Linked DNA regions of Mus musculus: region 1 is linked to region 2. A link is a contact called in public Hi-C data. All regions are on one chromosome and are shown on one strand. Each heading gives the region's core, a stretch centred on a gene start, on an enhancer-like site or on the middle of the called end of the contact. The rest is flanking DNA. Distances are from core to core; before and after follow the strand shown. Region 1 overlaps Taf4 (TATA-box binding protein associated factor 4). Region 2 holds the start of Adrm1 (adhesion regulating molecule 1).

What was found. Hi-C and Micro-C count contacts between places; a contact is called where the count stands out from the background.
Region 1: a contact with region 2 is called in a Hi-C map of B cells, with 2.5 times the contacts expected there. The contact joins the enhancer-like site here to the promoter of Adrm1 in region 2. A contact is called at or near these places in 23 of 39 promoter capture datasets (the 3T3-L1 cell line, 3T3-L1-derived adipocytes, the C10 cell line and 13 more), 2 of 15 datasets of contacts at CTCF or cohesin (embryonic stem cells and large pre-B cells), 37 of 484 Hi-C or Micro-C datasets (B cells, the Ba/F3 cell line, CD4 T cells and 24 more), 3 of 115 datasets of contacts at active chromatin or transcription factors (bone marrow-derived dendritic cells, embryonic forebrain and embryonic stem cells) and 4 of 9 other capture datasets (adipose tissue, embryonic stem cells, liver and 1 more).

Annotation. Positions count from the first base shown.
Region 1 is chr2:179,915,590-179,920,184 of GRCm38.p6, reverse strand. All of the region lies in intron 14 of Taf4 (TATA-box binding protein associated factor 4), which reads left to right. Among named protein-coding and RNA genes, the nearest start is that of Taf4, 59 kb to the left of the region's middle. Within about 2 kb of position 3,149, at least 26 of the 459 cell types and tissues checked have an H3K27ac peak or open chromatin away from gene starts, as enhancers often do. A contact at or near this core is called in B cells, cerebellum, epiblast stem cells and 1 more, where this site is marked.
Region 2 is chr2:180,169,354-180,174,217 of GRCm38.p6, reverse strand. Adrm1 (adhesion regulating molecule 1) reads right to left here and starts at 2,630. Exons shown (of 10, transcript NM_019822.3): 1 at 2,530-2,630; 2 at 1,971-2,184; 3 at 1,246-1,362; 4 at 185-308. The coding sequence starts at 2,183. Gm29886 (a long non-coding RNA gene) reads left to right here and starts at 2,968. Exons shown (of 4, transcript XR_867152.3): 1 at 2,968-3,052; 2 at 3,435-3,710.

The DNA.
Region 1 (4,595 bases), core at 1,900-4,399, 250 kb after region 2:
AGCTCCTGTTGGCTGTAGAGCTCCAGTGCAGTTCCCACTTACAAACATAGATTTCAGTTGAGAGTCCAGACCCCATGGGGGTCGCATATCAGACAGACATCCTGCATATCAGATGTTTACATTATGATTCATAACAGTAGCAAAGTTACAGTTTATGAAATAGCTGTGAAATAATTTATGGCTGGGGGTTTCCACAACATGAGGAACTGTATTAAAGGGTGGCGGCATTAGGAATGTTACAGAACCATTGGTCTATAGGCTATGTTATTGAACTATATAGGCTATATATTATTGGTCTACAGGCTCTTTGCAAGCATCCATCCAGTGAGTGGCAGACTTCCCTGCCTGCCACTTTATGATGGCTGGATCTCTCCTGTGTCGTTGGACATATGTATTGAAGCTTCCAGCCTCAGTTTCCCCTCACTGCTCTCCCTCAGTCGTGGACTGCTTTTCCCATCTAGTGCTTGTCTAGTGCCTGTCACCTGAATACTGGGCACCTTGGATCTGATGTGATGAGGCTCCTGGGTGGCTTTTCTATGAAGAATGTGGTCTGGACTCTTGTTTTAGCAGCCACTTCAGTCCGCTCAATGGACCCAGTTGCTGTTTATTCTGTTATTACAGTTCTGTGCAGATACGGGGCATTTTTTTCCAGTCCAGTCCAACACAGCACCCCTGTCTGTGTGTGGCTTTGACTATTTTTACGTGAGTCTTGATGGAGAGTGAGCCTCTATCCTGGGGAGGCTGGGGTGAAAATCTCAGTGAACCCTCGGTTGCCACCAGGCCTCTTAGTCGGTTTCGCTTTTATCCCCATAGAAACTGCTGTCTGCTTTGCTTGGTCAGCCCTGTCCTGCTGTGGAGGTGTGCAGGCAGACTGGGTCAGCTCAGAGTAGTGACTTCAGCAGGGCAGTGCTGTCCCTGCCAAGGACTGTTGACCCATCTCCAGCCCTAGTGCCAGCAGTGACTCCCTGTGTAGTGTTCTCTTGGTGTGGAGACCCTAGAGGTACAGGGCATCCCTCTCAGTTCAGGGCAGGTAAGAAGTCTGAGTGTGGGATAGGAAGGAAACTTTGGCCAGCATCTATGTAAATGTGTTGTCCAAAAAGCTGCAGCAACTGGGTCTGCTGTTCAAGTGTGCAGGCCTGCAAAGTCCACACAGAAGTGAGGCCAAGAACTGAGTAAAACCTTGAGAAGAATACCAGGGGAGTTAAAAGACATGAGTGAACTTTTCCTGCTGGGTATTTTTGTGGCTTGCTGAATTATTGTAAGGTGTAAGTCCTTGTAACTCATCACCTGGTTGAGGCATAAATGCAGGTGCTGTAGTGTGTACCATAATCCCATCACTGGGGGATGGAGGTGGGGGATAGAACCCAGGGCTTGCTAAAGGCAGTATAGTTGAGTCAGTGAGTGAGAGACACTGTCTCAAATATGTAGCAGACTTTAGCTACTTAGTGAGTTCTTTTTTCTTCCACCCATCTCCACCCCTTTCCCACCCCTATTGCTCAATAGGAGAGACAGAAGGATAGAGGGGGAAAGGGCTAACATCCTTAAACTGCTTCCTGCTGATCAGGGCTTAAGTTTCTTAGGGCAAGTTTGATCTTCATCTTTATGTCTAAGTTCTTGTTCTTTACACACGACTACTTAACAAGCTGACCAACAGCAATCAACAGCAACCAATAGCCCAACAACAACAACCAACTCTTGGCGGCCCTGACATTATATACCCTCTGAAAAGTTCCCAGAATTCTAAATGTCCCACAACTGTAGAAACCATCTGTAACTGGCAAAATCCTGCCCTTACTAGAGCACAAGGCAAACCATAGTTGCTGTGGTCAGTTTGAAGCAGCCCCACACCTGGGATTAAAATGAAAACATTCCTATAATATTTCTGTCTTTTTCAAAGAAACCAAAATTCTCACTACACAAGTAAGGCAGCCATTAACTTGTAGCCTCGCATGCACATGTGTACAGGCAGTGCACACACACCGGTGCATACACATTCATGTTTCTTTATCATCTTCTGTTTCTTTACCTGTACATGTAACTTTGTTTGTTTGAGACAGCAGCTCCTGCAGCTCAGACTGGACTTGAACTTGCTTTGTGACTAAGCATGACCTTAAATTCACTGAAACCTCCTTATCAAGTTTGGGGATTGCCAGCTTGTGCCACCATGACCCGCCCTGCATTCATTTTCATTTTTGTTGTCCTTGTTGTTTTGGTTTTTGAGACAGGTTTTCTCTGTGTAGCTCTGGTGGGAGTCATCATGCAGACCAGGCTGGCCTTGAACTCAGAGATGCATTCGCCTGCCTCTGCCTCTTGAGTGCTGGGATTAAAGGTGTGTGCCAGGATTCCCTGTTTCTTTACAGTTTTTTGATTGCATGGCTGGCCTTCAACTCAGTCTTTCACCTCCTAAGAGCTGGGGTAACCAGTGCTCACAGCCACTCCTGGCTTCTTTGTGAAGGCTGTTGTGCTTTGTCTGTGTTGTGGTTACTTTCATCCGTACACAGTTTGTGAATGTCCCTGGTCTCACTAATGTAATGGTGTCTTCTCTTCACACCTCTGCTTCCCTTCTCACTTGAGACCCTGTGAGGTTGGCCTCCTGGAGATGTTGCTTTTCAGCCCTAGGCTAATTGAACCTGTGTCTTAAGCGGTGTGGGGGAAGATGAAGCCAGCCTCCAGCAACTCAGCCGTGCTTCTTGCTGCTGCCATCCAGTGGTGGCTGATCACATTGTCCTGACCTGCAGGTTGGTTAAAGGCGAGGTGCCATGCTTTCTCTTGCCTTGGTAAGTTAATCACTGCTGTTGTGCCCTGGGCTCTCACTGTGCTGCAAGCCTTGGTTTGCATAGTTTACAAAATTCATAGCTTTTTGCATGACCTCCTTTCTGACCCTCATCACTCTTTTTTCCTTCTCTTTTCTGATTTTCCTTCTCTTCCTGGACTTGCTTAGCATTCCTTTTGTATGTCCTCACTGGCCTCTTCTGTCTCTGCTCTCTGTAAGGGCAGTGCTTCTTGCTGTGGCCAACCCTGAATGAGTGTAGCGTTCATTGCTCTGAACATCCAGGGCCTGTTGCTCATAGGCACAGCCTGCCCTTTGTTACCTCTGCTTGACTAGGAACTTGTCTGTGGGTGTGCTCTACCTCCAAATGTGGCACCTAGGTGTTGTGTTTCTTGTGGGGTGATGGCACCCTCTCCTGGCAGTACTGGGAACTCTTGTCTAGGTTGTACCACATCTTGCTGTGATTGCTCAGGACCTCTACTGACCCTATGGACGCTTGTTTTATAGACCCTGAACCCCCCCCCCCCCCATTTCTTCCCCTTCATTCCTCCTGTGTGGAAGGTTCTGTTCTCCCATCTGAGGACCCATTGCAGCCTGTGAGGCTCCTTTCTCACTGCCTGTCTTTGGACCACTTGGGTACATGTCCTAGGTTCCTTCCATCTCCACCTGTTGTGAGCAACCTTGCTGAGAGTGTGGTCATGCTACTGTAGGGGTGGCATCCTCTCTTCTAACACCTCTGGCTAAGCATGGGGGCATTTTCTCCCAGGGGTTTCATTAGAGTTTTGCACTGGAGAGGTGGCCAGGCTGTCCTGGTGCTGAGCCTTTTAGAATTGATGTCATTTCTTAGCAGAGTTCTAAGTGTCTATTAGTGTTCTTCAAATGTTTTGCAGGTGAGCATGGCTCATGTGTGGCAGTTCGCAGAAGTGAAGGCAGAGATGCGTTTGTAAGGATGGTAGCCATTGATAGGTCTGGTCCTAGTCGGCTGCTTTTCCAATACTATTCTAACCTAATGGCTGGCTAGGACAGTGGTGCAGATTCATGGTCTTTGAGGTTTTCCCAGAAACACTCACTCTGAGGTACAGAGCTCTAGCCTATTCCTGAAGTGGGACTCCTTGGTAGAGAAAAGAGTCAGACTGTAACTTTGTAACCCTGTGACCTTGGGGAGGAACTAAAGCCCAGTGCTTCCCTTAGGACATAGAACTAGCTACACAGACCCTGTGTATAGCAGGCTGGCCTTAATAGATGAAGCTAGATAGACAAGAAATAGACTCACTTTTTTATTTAGTTTTTTTCAATAGCCTTGGATGGGGCCAGGTGGGTAGCCACAGCAGTATAACCCAGGAGGCCCAGACTCATATACCAGTGAGAATTTTCCTGGTATCGCCATCGTGTGTGTCCATGTCCATGTTTGTTCGTGTCTGTGTCCTTATGTGTTCCTGTGTGTGTGTGTGTGTGTGTGTGTGTGTGTGTGTGTGTGTGTGTGTGTTTGTGCATGCATAAAAGAGAGAGAGAGAGAGAGAGAGAGAGAGAGAGAGAGAGAGAGAGAGAGTGTGTCAGCCTGCCTGTCTGTCTGCCTGTCTGTTTCTGTGTCCATATCCACCCTTGAAATACCTCAAAGAGTCCTCTGTAGTTACCATGTTAAGGTTTCAGCTTTTATGTGGGTGCTAGCAAATGCCTTGTTCCTGTGGATCCCTGTATCAAGCTCTGAGCAGAAGCTTCAATTCCAGTAGCCAGGAACACATTCACTGCATCCGTGACCCTTCCTAGACCATCAGCTAAGGACTCCCAGGGGCCTCTGAAACTCCACAGGTTGGATGACCTGTGT
Region 2 (4,864 bases), core at 1,381-3,880:
TGGCCTTGGCCCTACCCAAGAACCACTGAGGGAGTAACAGCCTCTGGAAGGAGGCAGCAGGGAGCAGGTGAGCTCTGTGTAGATGGGAGGAAAGAAAGAACCAGAACTTATCAAGCAGGCTCTGCCTCACAGTGTCCCCAGTCACTGAAGGACAATGCCCCACGCAGGTCTAGGTGATAATTACCGCCCAGTGCTGAAAGCTCATGGCCACTACTCCCACTTGCTCCCAGTGACCCAGGCATGGGGGGGTTGTTCAGACACTCGTTGACTTTCCGGCAGTGCTCCTCATCTTGGTCAGTCTTGGGCTCCTGCCAGAGAGCATATGCAAAGAGCCAAAGCTGAGCAGTCTGCACAAGGAGCGGCTCCCTGCACCCATGTGGCCAGCTAGCCTCAATCAGCGCGCGCACACAGTGACTGGAGAGGCAGCACTACAAATGTGACAGCACAGCTCAATAGGACAGCAATGGCAACAGTGAGAAGGCCCCAGAGCCAATGATCACAATGCAAGACTGCAGTGCCTTCACTGTATGGCTCCTGGTGAGCCGTGCAGGGAACGAACTGATCCCCACCACCAGGCAAAGGGGCCACACCCCTTGTCCTCTCTGTGTTCTAGATCCTTGTGCTCAGGTGACCAGAACCCAGGCTGAGAGGAAGCCCCTCCCCTCCTGGTACTTTGCAGACAAATAGCTGCTTGTTGCCCCCTTTCACAGGATGACAATGGTAATGGCTGTGTACCCCACCCTTGAACATACCCCAAGTCTAGCCCTGACTCCAGACTGGACCCACATACCCAAGAGAGAGCCCATGTCCCATACCACAGCAGAACCACATTAACAGTATAAGAAACACAAATATGCCAATGGTCTCCAACAGGTGGCAGACTGTGGAGACTGCATTTGAGGGACACTGCAGATGTGGGTGAGATGCAGGAGCCATGACACTGAAGGGCCTCGCAACACACAGCACAGAAGAGCTTAAGTGGGGGACGTTCAACTGCTGAGAGAACAGAGGGCGTCACCTCTGGGAGCTAAAATTCGTGGCCATGGAGTAATGGAAGACCTGAGGCCCTGGAGCTGTGTGCCTACAGATAAGTCCACGAGCGGGGCTCCGGTGCCTAACCACCAGCTAGCCACCGTGGTAGGAACGCAGCCAGACCAGGCCCTCCAGGTCAGCACCTTCTAATGTGGGGAAAGTAACCCCAAGTGAATCACAAGGAAAGACAGAGTAGACCACTCTCCTGCTTACCTGCATCCAGAAGAAGAGCCGCTTGGACCCTGCCTTAAACTTGAGCACGTAGACCCTCCCACTGGGGCACTGAGGTACCCGCTTGAACTCACAGTCATCAGGAAAGATAATCAAGTCCTGGCGACACAAGGAGGACAGTCAGACGACAGATAGACAGAGGCACACAAGTGTGTACCACCAAGGCTTAGGTCCCTGAATATTTGCTGGACCCCAATAACAGGGTGGAGTCAAGAAGTCTCAGACCCCAGTGAAGACAAACAGAAGAGGGCCCAGACTGGAGGAATAGAAAAAGTGCTCTCTGAGGACCAGACGACTTAACAGAAACATTCTGGAACTGTGTTCCAAGAAGTAAAAGGTCAACCAACTCTGGCTAGCTGCTCCTAAGTGTAACAAAGAACAATGTACTTTGGGAGACAAAGAGCCCCAAGGAAAGCAGCCTCTTCAGAGCGCTAAACTACCCGAGGCTGTGGTGAGGGTCATATCTGCACACTCCTCCACAAGACTGGAAGTTTAAGGCCAGGGCTGAGGCCACCAGCCCACCCTATCACCCTGTCAGCAGGCTGTCTCTGCTAAAACCTTAAGAACCATGGTCACCACGGGGTGCATGGCTTCACAGAGTGACTGGAGCACTCTGCCAACCTTGGGACCCCTACACTAATCTATGGAAGATGAAGCCATATTCCCTGCTCTTGCCCCGCTGGCCTGTTCTGGCTACAGGCACTCACATCCTCCACGGTCCCAGAGGTCCTGTCTTTCCAACAGAAGTGAATAAGGGAGTCGTCCGTCTGCTGGATGTACACGAGACCTTTCCGTTTATCTGGGGTGACCGTAGTTCCTTTTAATGACATTTTTCCTGCCCGGAACTCCACCAAATATTTGGTAGAAGACCCCCGAGAGCCGGGCACCAGGCTTGGGAACAGAGCGCCTGAAGTCGTCATCCTGAAAAAACAGAGCGAGGCCCGTCGTTCCGCGTCGCGTGCTCAATGTCCCACCCATACGCCGGTCGGCCCGCGACTGCCCGGGAGCGGGAGCGCGCCAGGCTGCGCAAGGCCAGGGCTGTGCGCAGGGCCGAGCGCAGCCCCGCGGAGCCCCTGCTCCCGCGACGTCACTGCCCGCCCGTGCGGAGGGAGCCTCGCTGCGTCCGGCCCCGGCGCGTCTGGGGCACCGGCGGCCGGCCCGGACTGACTCGGCCCCCCGGCTGCTGCCGCGTCCCGTCCTCCCGCCGCTCGACCCAGCCTGGAGCCGCGTGCGCCTAAGCCGCCGCTGCCGCCACCGGGCCCCTACCTGGCGGTGCTCACACTCGGCCTAGGGGCACCGTCCGGGCTCGCTCTTCCTCCTCGGCGCCTGCCGGGCCTCGCCGGAAGCCCGTGCTTGGCCCGCCCCGCCGCCGCTCTCGCCGCGGATTGAGTTCCGTCAGCCGCGCGGCCGGCCCCGACCAGGTCCCGATTGGCCCTGGTCACCGTCCATCGCATCCGGCCCGCCTCCGCGCCGGCGGCCTGTTTCCGGCGGAAGCGCGGGCCAGAGCGGCCCCTATTGTTGCTGTGTCATAGGGGAGCGGCGGTGGCCCCTGGCGGCAGCGCTGGGAACAGCGCCCCGGCCTCCACGACTCGCAGAAAGGGCCCCCGCGGGGCGGCGCTGCAGAGGTCGAGACCAGGGTGATGGGCACCGGACCGTACACCAACGTGCTCGTGGGGTTGAGCTGTGACACGTACCCTGGGACGGATGTCCGCTGTTACCCATCTAGTTCTGAATGGACCTGTCTCTCTCCACACCGCAGGGAGACAGCCTGTCTGATTTGCATTATTGGGTGAGCGAGGTGTCAGGGCCCAAGACATAAAATAGTCACATGGTTTAAAAGGTAGGAGGTAGTCTCTTGACACGAGAGCGAGGAAAGTGTCAGCTTCATGTCACTTTGTGCTAATTTGACATACATTATAGGAAAGTACAAGCGGCTGCTCAGGATGGGGGAGTGGAGGTGGGGTGGAGAAGGTAGCATGGGGTTGCTCAATGCTGTAAGAACAAGTTCACAGAGCACCGCGGATGGGTGGGGTCTAAGGGCTGCTTGTAGCTAGTCAGGTAGGGTGCCACCACCTTCCTGTAGGGCAGAGGTGCTCGCAGAATGTAAAGCCCAAGAGTCCTCACAGTTTCTTTTACACACCACTTCCATTTCTTTGCTTCCTCTATGACAGCTTTAAGGCCCCAGGCCCACCCTCCAGCCCTCTCCAGGGCCAAGCAGTGCTGAATTCTCTGGCATGCTCCACAAGTTACCATCTGTGTATATGTGAAACGTGTGCGGTCTTTTTCTGAAACAAAGGTGAAAAGTAGTTTTTCTCACTTACTACTGTCTGACGCCGACACCAACGTGTTCCAGGCCAGCCTGAGCTGGAGGGAGTCCCGCCTCTAAGATGCATTTCTGTCGCCACTGTGGCTCACTCGCTTTAGTTCCTGCTTGGAATTCTGATGCAGTAAGTTCTACATGCTTGCGTCTGTCATCTTTTTGTTGGACTCTGTCCTGTGTAGTTTCCTTTTTTTAAAAGTGTGTGTCACCCATGTGGCAGTCTAAGCACAACATTCAGTAACTTGCTTCTTTACACTCTGGGTTCCTGTGATCAGACTTGGGTTACCAGACTTGCCTGGCAAACAATGTTACCTGTTGAGTCATCTCGCTGGCCCAGTTTCCAGCTTTACTACAAAAACCTTTGAATTTCGTTAGGTGTGGTGGCTCATGCCTGATAATCCCAGCCCTGAAAAGGCTGAGGCAGGAGAACTGCCAAGTGTTCAAGACCAATTTAAAAGATTTAATTGGGACTGGGGAAATGCTTCCGTGGTTAAAAGCACTGGCAGCTCTTGCAGAGGCCCCCAGGTCTGATTTCCAGCACCCATATGGCAGCTCACAACTGTCTGGAACCTCAGTTCCATGAGACCGGATGCCCTCTTCTGGCCTGTGTGAGCACCAGGCACACACACACATTGTATAGACATGCATGTAGGCAAAACACACATAAAATGTTTTAAGTCATTCTTTAAAGATTTAATTAATTTGGGAGCAGTTTGGAAAATAGAGCTGTCACTTCACTGTTATGTTCATAAACTGAAAGTTTATCTTTGCTTGTTGTCATGCTGGCTATCCAACCCAGGGCCGAAACATTCCTGGTTAATTGCTTCACCCCCACCTGGGTGTGGTGGTGCACACCTTTAATTCCAGCACTCGGAGGCAGAGGCAGGCGGATCTCTTGAGTTGGAGGCTAGCCTGATCTACAGAGTGAGTTCTAGGACAGCCAGGGCTACACAGAGAAACCCTGTCTCGTAAACTCCCCCCAAAAAAGTGCTTCACCCCCAAGTCACATTTCCAGCTCGATTTTGTAATTGGTTTTCATCTTATGTGTATGGGTGTTTTGCCTGAGTGTACATATGTACATGCTGGGTGCCTGCAAAGTCCAGAAGAGGGCTATCTGGGATCCTTAAGACTGAAGTTATAGACACATGTAAGTCACCATGTGGGTGCTGAGAACCTTAATGGGATGATGCAGCCCGGGCTGTTTAAAGCCCACATAAACAAAACTTCTTTGCAGGTGACAATTCTGTGTGGTGCTAGGCAGCCCTCATCATTTCTGAGAAT